Regions from separate parts of the Rattus norvegicus genome. Here region 1 is linked to region 2. A link is a contact called in public Hi-C data. All regions are on one chromosome and are shown on one strand. The core of a region is the stretch at or near the end of the contact, and the rest is flanking DNA. Distances in the headings are between cores, read along the strand shown.

Region 1 (4,268 bases), core at 1,051-3,550, 83 kb after region 2:
GGTAGCTTCAGGTAGCTTCTTAACCACTGCGTCCCCGGTCACCAGCACACAGAGCCATTTCTTTCTTTCTTTTTTTTTTTTTTTTGGTTCTTTTTTTCGGAGCTGGGGACCGAACCCAGGGCCTTGTGCTTCCTACCACTGAGCTAAATCCCCAGCCCCACACAGAGCCATTTCTATGAGTGAAGTAATGTCCAGGCAGGTGCATTCTTCCAGAATGAACATCCAGACACGAAATGCTCTTCCAGTTTCCTCATCCCCATACCTTACAGTCTCTGAGGGATGGCAAGCCGGCTCAGTGGGCTTTTTGCCAAGCCTGATGTCCTGTAAGATCTATCCTGACCACCCACATGGAGGGAGGGCAGAACTGACTCCTCCAGATTGTCTTCTGATCTACACATATGACTGGTAGCACACCCACAATCAATAAAAATGCGGTAAAATTATTTTAATTAAAAAAATAGTCTCATAGCTGGAGACATGGCTTAGTTGGTAGACAGCTTACGGCGCATGCAGGAAGCCTCCGGTTTGAGCTCTGGCATCTCCTAAAGGTTGGTGCCACGATCCTGTAACAGTGCTTTGGAGGCAGACTCGGGCTAGAGCGATGGCTCATCAGTTAAGAGCTCTTCCAGAGGACCCGGGTTTGAGTCCTAGCACTCACATGGCAGCTCACAACTGTGTGTGACTAACTCCAGTCCTAGGGGATGGGCACCAGAGCCTCTGTCGGCACTGCATGAACATGGTGTACAGACATACATCCAGGCAAACTCATAAGGATATATTAAATTTTTAAAAATTAATTCAAAATCAAGTTCAAGGTCTCTCTAAGCTACCAGAGATCCAGTCTCAACAAACGAGTCCCTGAACTGAGCCTGTCTGTGCCTACCAGTAATCCTGAATTTAGAGAGTTAAGGAAAAGAAGAGGACTGTAAGTGTGAGGCCAACCTGGGTCACATACTGAGACCCTGTCTCAAATAAATAAACAACAGGGGCTGGAGAGATGGCTCAGTGGTTAAGAGCACTGACTGCTCTTCCCAAAATCCTGAGTTCAAATCCCAGCAACCACATGGTGGCTCACAACCATCTGTAATGGGATCTGATGCCCTCTATATAATAAATAAATAAATCTTTATAAATAAACAACAGTCTGTTTCTGTTTGTCCTCGGCTTCCTCTCAAAATCTCCACTTCTCTCCCAGTTTAGGCCATCCCCTAAACAGTCTATTCAACTCTTCAGGTGTTTGGTACTGAAGGCTTTTCTATAGTAACCACAGCAGGTGCAAGTGATTCATAACAAATTACTGTAAAGTGCCTATTATAACACTATTACCACACCCCACAATTACCTGTCTTTTGGAGAGCTTAAGTCACCCTGAAAGCCATCAGAGCATGGGCCAGAAGTCAGCCTGCTCCTTCCTCAGCAGACTGATTAAGTCAAGGGACCCTGCATTTTCCTCGTTTCAATCCAGGGCCAAGGAAGGCACTTCATAGCTTCCTGTCTCTGCCCCTCACTACAGGATTCCAGGCGCTGAGCTCCCTCTGGCTCAGCGGTCTGACTCCATATCTCAGTGACTCTCTTGCACAAGACTATATCCTGTGTTGTTAAGAAACTTACCCCTGGGCTCCATCTACTCCCAACTCCATTCTTTGGGGTTGGGGGGGAATGGGAGAAGTAAACTTCAATGTACCCAACTTTCCAACACGGCAAATCCTGACTAGAGCCGTCTGGACTCCCCCACCCCGGCGTACACACTCGGTCTCACACACGCTTACTCACTCACAGGCGCCCGGGAGCTCCGGCACAGCGCAGGGCCCGGCTCTGCCCAGATTCTGCAAGTTTCTTCGGCCCTAAAGTTAGCCCGATCCGGGGAAGAACTATGGATCGCTCCCCGCGCCGGTCCCCGGGGCTCCGAGGAAGCGTCCCCAGCGCCGCCTGCAAAGATCCCCGGCTCGCGCCAATACAGTTTCCTCCTCGCCCCCGCGCGTACCCTCCCGGGTCTCCCGGAGCTCGCCCCGCACTCTAGCGCCCAGCCCTACCTCTCCACGGGAGGCGGCTCCGCGGGTTCTGGGACGCAACTCGCGGTTGCCCGGGGCGGGGGCGGCGGGGACCTGGGGCGCCATGGCCCGCTGCCCTCCGCGCCTTTGTCCGCGCGGCCTCCCCCGGCCGCCGGGAGCCCCTCGAGTCCCCGCCGCGCGCGCTCTCGTCCGGTCCCCGCTGCCTCCGGCCTGGGAGGCGCGTTGCGTCCCCTCCGGCCTCTGGCGCGCGCGGCCCCTTCCTCTGCCTTGGGCTGCGCCGCGACCGTCTGCAGTGACGTGCGCCCCCTCCTCCCGACCCATCCCGCGGCTCCAGTGAGCTAATCCGCAGCTGGCGGGCGCCCGGCCGGTTGCCACAGCAACCACTCTCCCAGGGCCCGCCGCCGAGGGGAGCCACGGTAAACAGGACCTTCTGCCGCACTCACTCGCCCCCTCGCCTTTCAGGGGGTGGGGGAGACGGCGTTTAACCTTTTCTGTGCTGAAGATCGCCACACGGGTTCTCTTCTATCCCCGGCCGAGGTCCATTCTCGAGATGCACTGAGCCAGGGGCCGAAGACCAGATTTAGACAGCACCAAAGCCTCAGCCACGCTCCCTGCCCAGCTTTGTTTCTGGGCAGTTAGAGTGGATGCCTTAGGCAGAATTGGGCTCCACATTTGCCCCCAAGCAACCGACAGTCATGAGATAGGCCTTCGAGACCCACTGCCTCATGTTTGCCCACAAGCAACTCATAGTCATGGGATAAGCTATTAGGACCCAAGGGTCCATATTTGCCCCCAACTGACTCACTCAGGAGATGGGACATAAGGATCCAGGGGCCCACCTCCCTACAAAACTGTACAAAATGGGTCCCAAGTCCTGGTCAGGAAAAGTGATCAAAGGACTGACTTTCCCTGGTCCCACTTCCACAGGGCACAGTTAAAGCACATATACAGGAGGTTTTAAGACAGTATGATTGCCAAATTGAAAATGCTGTGGTCCCCCCTCCCCCGCACCACGAGGGAGCCAACACAGGTTGGGGCATTCTCTGGGGGCTTTGATGGCCAGCGATAGTGAATCAGTTATAGAAGGTGGAGAAACAGGACAGACAGAGAAGGCAGCCTGGAAGAGGAAAGAGTATGACTAGTGACTTTGGGGGAGTCGCCTCATGGTATTTGGGGAACCCTTAAGTGTCCTGGGCAGAATTTGAATATTGTGCTCAAGGCAAAGAGGTCCAAGCAGAGGAATACCAGATAAGTGCTCAGGCCTGACAGTGGCAATTTGTCTGCCCTGTGGGGAGGTGCCAGCCAGTCTCCTTCCTGGCTATTAGAGACCCTCAAGAGTTAACCTATGTTTCTGGAGTGGTCTAGTGGCCTAAGCTTAGGTTAGGGTGGGCAGTTGGGGGTGGTGTGGGAACAGACCCAGACCTGTGACAACTTCACAGAGAGGGTCCCTCAGAAGAAAAATAGAGCTGTATATAAAGAGGAAGGCCTGGCCAGGCATGTCTGTAATCTCAAGACTCAGGAGACTGAGGCAGGAGATCTCTAGTTTGTGTGCAGGGGTGGAGGTAATGAGAGTGGACTTCAGACACCAGGGAACTGGGTCCCAGGCCGGGGAACAAAAAGTTGCATGTCCTTCATAGCTAAGCGGTTTGCTCATTGCAGGAGATCTTTGAGGCCTTCCTAAATTCTTCATGCCACACCCATTTCAATGAAGCACTGTAGACTTTCAGAACAGATATTTGCCAAGTATAAGCTTTTTTTTTAAGTGTTAGCATTCAAAGTATTGCTTTGTTTGCATCTTTCTAAGTTCTCCCTTTCTAAATAAAGATCAAAGGCTTGGCTTCTTGGGGGTTAATTACTCCCAGGGCCACAGGGTACCCTACAGCAGCAAACTGGCAAAGTTCAATGGGAACTGGGCCAGGAGCCCAGCTGGCTGCCTCCCCTGCCCCAAGCGCAGAAGCGCTCCGGGGCCTTTGAGTGTCTGGTTTTCAGATAGCCAGTCTCATCTTAGGTGGACCTGACAAAGCACTGGCTGAGGACCCAGTCCTTTGACAATTCCCAGGCCACAGTTTTATCGTGGAATTCTGGGCTCTAACTCGTCTTAGGAAACTTCGTCTGCATCTGCCCCTGGGTCATATTTTGATGAATGTTACTGGGCCTTTCCCATCCCAGTCTCCTCACTTCCGGTGCTCCCTTACTGCTGGGTCATCCTATGGCTTTGTCTCCAAGACCCAGATCCATTCATTGTCCTGTCCCTCT
Region 2 (4,288 bases), core at 32-2,531:
GTCTGTTCCTTTCAGATCTAAGAGAAACCTGGAGGGACTCCCAGTCATACCTACCCACCGGGGCCCCAGTGGGAAGGCCACCGAGAGAAGGAAGGTTCCAGAGAAAAATACTTAGCTTTCATAGCCACAAACGAAGGGGAAAGAATCTTACAAAAGACAGGCTCTTGCTCTTTTGACAAGACTAGCCTGAAACTCAAAGCCAGTCGACCTCAGCCTCCTCATACTGGATTACAGGCACCATCAGGCTCACAAGGGATCTGCACGGCCTACCTGACGAAGACTTCCTGCATGTCTGTGGATGTGCAGGGCCCCAGAGTCTGTTCTGTCACCCCTCCCACCACTGCCCTGCAGCTCCTGACTCCCCCCACTTGTCCCCAGTGTCAGGCAGCTCTCCTCTGCCTAAGGAGGGCCTAACTTCTCAGCACATTCTGGCTGCCTTCTCCCCTGCCACAAAAGAAACACGCTGGGCAACCGGACCACTCTGGGAACTCCCTGCAGAAGCTGCGGGGGCAATATCAGTGCCTCTCCCTGCCAAAGGCTGTTCACAGAGGGTACAACTCCAAGAGCAGACGGTTGGTCCGACTGCATGGAAAGTGAGGTGAGGAGAAAAAGACCAGAGGCCCTCGTGGAATGGATGCTGAGGCCCAGGGCAGAGCCCACTCAGGTGCACAGGGTTTGCTAGCGTCCAATCTGCCCACTCAGAAATCTGTCCAGGATGGAGGTAGGTGGGTCGTACCTCTTTCTTGACTTGGGTAGAATGTTTCCTCTGGTTTCCTAACATTCTGAGTCCATGTTGCCTTTGGATGTTTCCTCCCTATCTGTTCGTATCTTTTCTGTCAGTGTATGCTGACCAGAAAATTCCTACTCGATGCTTGGTTGGCCTGCTCAGCTTCGGCTGGCTGCTCTCACGGTCTCGGGCATTTTCTCCAGCTTGGTCTCCCCTAGTCTAACATCTTCATTCCCAAGGCAGTACCCTAGGGGCTGTGTCCTGAACTCCGCTCCTGGCAGGTGCTGGGTTTACTTAGCTGATCTCCACTTCTTGCCAAGACCTTTCTGAAATCCGTCTTTTCCCTCTTCTCCAAATCTAAGCCTTGAGAATCCAAGGGAATGGGGGTTGTTGGGGAAAGGGGAGTGGGCCTTCCAGAGCATGGAGACAGTTACCATAGAGCAGAAGAAATCCTGGTCACTAAAGGGTTATTATTACTCATGCCTAGCTTCTAGTGCCCAGCACTGAGAACGCTCTGTGTGAATCCCCCAGTGCCCAGGAGCTTGGAGAACTGCCCAGCTCCTAGCACCAGCTGCAGGCTGAAGACGGGGCCTGCTTCCTGAGCTAACAGAAACACACAGGGGACACAGTGATGGTGACATTTAAAGTGAACAGAGAGCTCAGACGTGAGGTGGGGGCAGCCAGGGAATAGCCAAGTGGTTATCATAAAGGTGACCAGATGGATGCATTGAGCATAGAGCTGGATTGTTGACCCCTCCCCAACCTCCTGATGAGCTCCATGTTGAAACATGTTGTCCTTTTCATTCTTCTGTCCCCTTTCTTCTTCCCCCCTTCTGTTCTCTGCAGCAGCTCAGTCGTTTCCTCTCCAAACCACAGACAGCACCGCTCTTCTTAGTTGCTGGTGTGTATTCTCTCCAGATGGCCTCCACTGTTTCAGCTGCTGGTGGCCTCCTTCTTGGCCTTTCCTGGAGTGGCAGGTATCACACATACTCCCATAGGTTCTAAAAAGCTCCAGGTCCGTGTTTCAGAATTTTAAAAGAATATACATTTATTGTGTGAGTTATATTTGTGCATCCATACATGCAGGGAAATCAGGGGACAACTTTGTGGGAGTTGGTTCTCTCCTTGCACCACATAGGCCCTAGGGATTGAACTCAGGAAGTCTAGCGTGATGACAGTCTCCTTTATCAGCTGAGCTCATCAGTGGTTTTATTTGTTTGTTTGTTTTTAATTTTTTTCCAAATCCTATTTTTTTTTTTTTTGGTTCTTTTTTTTCGGAGCTGGGGACCGAACCCAGGGCCTTGCGCTTCCTAGGTAAGCGCTCTACCACTGAGCTAAATCCCCAGCCCCTCCAAATCCTATTTTTAATGATGGTTCTTAAATGTTTTTTTTAAAAGACTTATTCATTTATTATATATAAGTACACTGTAGCTGTCTTCAGATACATCAGAAGAGGGCATCGGATCTCTTACAGATGGTTGTGAGCCACCATGTGGTTGCTGGGAATTGAACTCAGGACCTCTGGAAGAGCTGCCAGTGCTCTTAACCACTGAGTCACCTCTCCAGCCCGGTTTTATTTGTTTTTAAGATAAGGTCTTACTATGTGATCCATGGTGCCCTGAGCTCACAGAGATCTGCTTGCTTCTGCCTCCCAAGTTCTGGAATTGAAGGGCTGAGATCACGAAAATGCTGGAATCATTCCCTTGCTAGAATCCAGAATCGAGACTTATTTACTTATTATGTATACGGTATTCTGCCTGCCAGAAGAGGGCACCAGATCGTATTATATATTATAGATGGCGGTGAGCCACCACGGCTTTCTGAGAATTGAACTCAGGCCCTCTGGAAGAGCAGCTAGTGCTCTTAACTTCCAGCCCACCAATCCAAATTCTTTCCTTTTGGATTTTCTTTGATTTGTGATGTGGCCTTCTGAATCGGAGAATATGTTCACTGGGATATGGATGGCATCCTACGGGACAGAGGTGTGTGTGTGTGTGTGTGTGTGTGGTGTTGTGTTTGATTTCTTTGGTTTAGTTTAATAACAAACAAGAAAGGGATGTAAGTCTGTAATCTTCCACTTAGTCTTGTGGTCTTTCCCTGAATTGAACCTTGTCTTTTCTGTCTGTTCATCTCTTCCTGCCCAACCTCGTTCTCCATTCCAATCAGGGAGCTGCCTCACAGTTTCTGAAGGTGACAGGTTTAGCCTCTACTGATTCCTTGCCTTTGTACAGACAACTCCTTCCGCCTGCAACATGCTCTTAGTCTTAGCGCTAAGTCAGATTGCTCCACACTGGAGAGGAGTGGCCTCTGTCATCTTCTCAACTCACTGCCTCTAACAAGCCCTCCCAACATGGTGTAGTGTACTTCCTGGTCCCCCCACGGAATGAGAACTCTGGAGAGAGTGCCTAGCTCACAGTGAAACCTGGAAAGCAGACCAAATACCAGAGAGGCTTGTGCAACGTGCAGTCCTACATCCCTTTACATTAAGAGTGAGCCTCACAGGCCTCCAGGTAGCCTTGTTTCTCAGAACCCAGTCTCGACACCCTTGAGAGTTTAAGAGTAAGCATGTTTACACGTATGTTTACACGTACTGTCAGGAGCAGCAGAGTTGGTACCTGAGTTTGTCTGCGATGAAGATGACCCTCCTTTCCAGAAGTAGGGAGGCAAAAACACTGACCAAGTGTCGGACACTGAGGGAGGAGAACAGAGACTCAAAGTCCACATGCTCTAGCCGGGAGTCCAGCGGTCGGCACAGCTCAATCACCTGCCAGGGAACAGGAGCAGCTGAGGTGGGCTTACACAGCAGGCCGTCCTGGGACTCCCAGGGCCTCTGCACGGGTGGTCCACTAGCATGGGGAAGGGAAAGAAAAGGCAGGAAAAGGGAAGAGAGTGGAGAAGGAGGTGTTAGAGAAGCAAGTGGCTCGTGCTCAGTTGAGGAGAGTTGGACAAAGGAGACAAGGAAAATGGACGGCACCATCCATGGCCCTTGGCCATATTGGGAGGCTCATCCTCTGCATGCCCCCTGGATAGTTACGTTGAAAACTGACCTAGCCTCAGAGTCCTGGAAGAAATCCTGTCTTCTGAAGGCCTGTTTCAGCTAGAAGGAAATCCCAGGCCTGTGCCTATAGCCCAGGTTGGCTTCAAATTTTCTATGTAGCTTAGGGTGGCCTTGAACTCTCTGTCTGTCTGTCTATCATTGTGTCTGTGATGTGTGTATGAGTGCAGAGACACATGTGCCAAGGCACATACATGTGTGAAGTTTGGAAGACAACTTTCAGGAGCCAGTTCTCCCCTTCTACCACGGGTTCCAGAGATCGCACCAGTCATTGACTTGAGCAGCTGGTGCTTTAAAAGAAAATCTTTTATGTGTATGGTTGTTTCTCTTGCATGTATGTGCACCATGTACATGCAATGCAGTGCCCATAGAAGCCATCAGATCCTCTGGAACTGGAGTTACAGATGGTTGGGAGCCACCATGAGGGTGCTGGGAATCGAACCTCTGGAATAACAACTGATACTCTTAACCACTGAGCCGTCTCTCCAGCCCACGGCCTTGAACTC

What was found. A called contact is a pair of places that touch in the nucleus more often than the background predicts.
Region 1: a contact with region 2 is called in a Hi-C map of Schwann cells, with 3 times the contacts expected there. The contact joins the promoter of Dennd2a here to the enhancer-like site in region 2. A contact is called at or near these places in 7 of 12 Hi-C or Micro-C datasets (the A7r5 cell line, Schwann cells, frontal cortex and 4 more) and 1 of 1 datasets of contacts at active chromatin or transcription factors (oligodendrocytes).

The regions. Positions count from the first base shown.
Region 1 is chr4:69,296,505-69,300,772 of GRCr8, forward strand. Dennd2a (DENN domain containing 2A) reads right to left here and starts at 2,301. Exons shown (of 19, transcript NM_001427610.1): 1 at 2,034-2,301.
Region 2 is chr4:69,214,315-69,218,602 of GRCr8, forward strand. Dennd2a (DENN domain containing 2A) reads right to left here. Exons shown (of 19, transcript NM_001427610.1): 13 at 3,343-3,491. Among named protein-coding and RNA genes, the nearest start is that of Mkrn1, 52 kb to the left of the region's middle. Within about 2 kb of position 1,282, at least 29 of the 93 cell types and tissues checked have an H3K27ac peak or open chromatin away from gene starts, as enhancers often do. A contact at or near this core is called in Schwann cells, where this site is marked.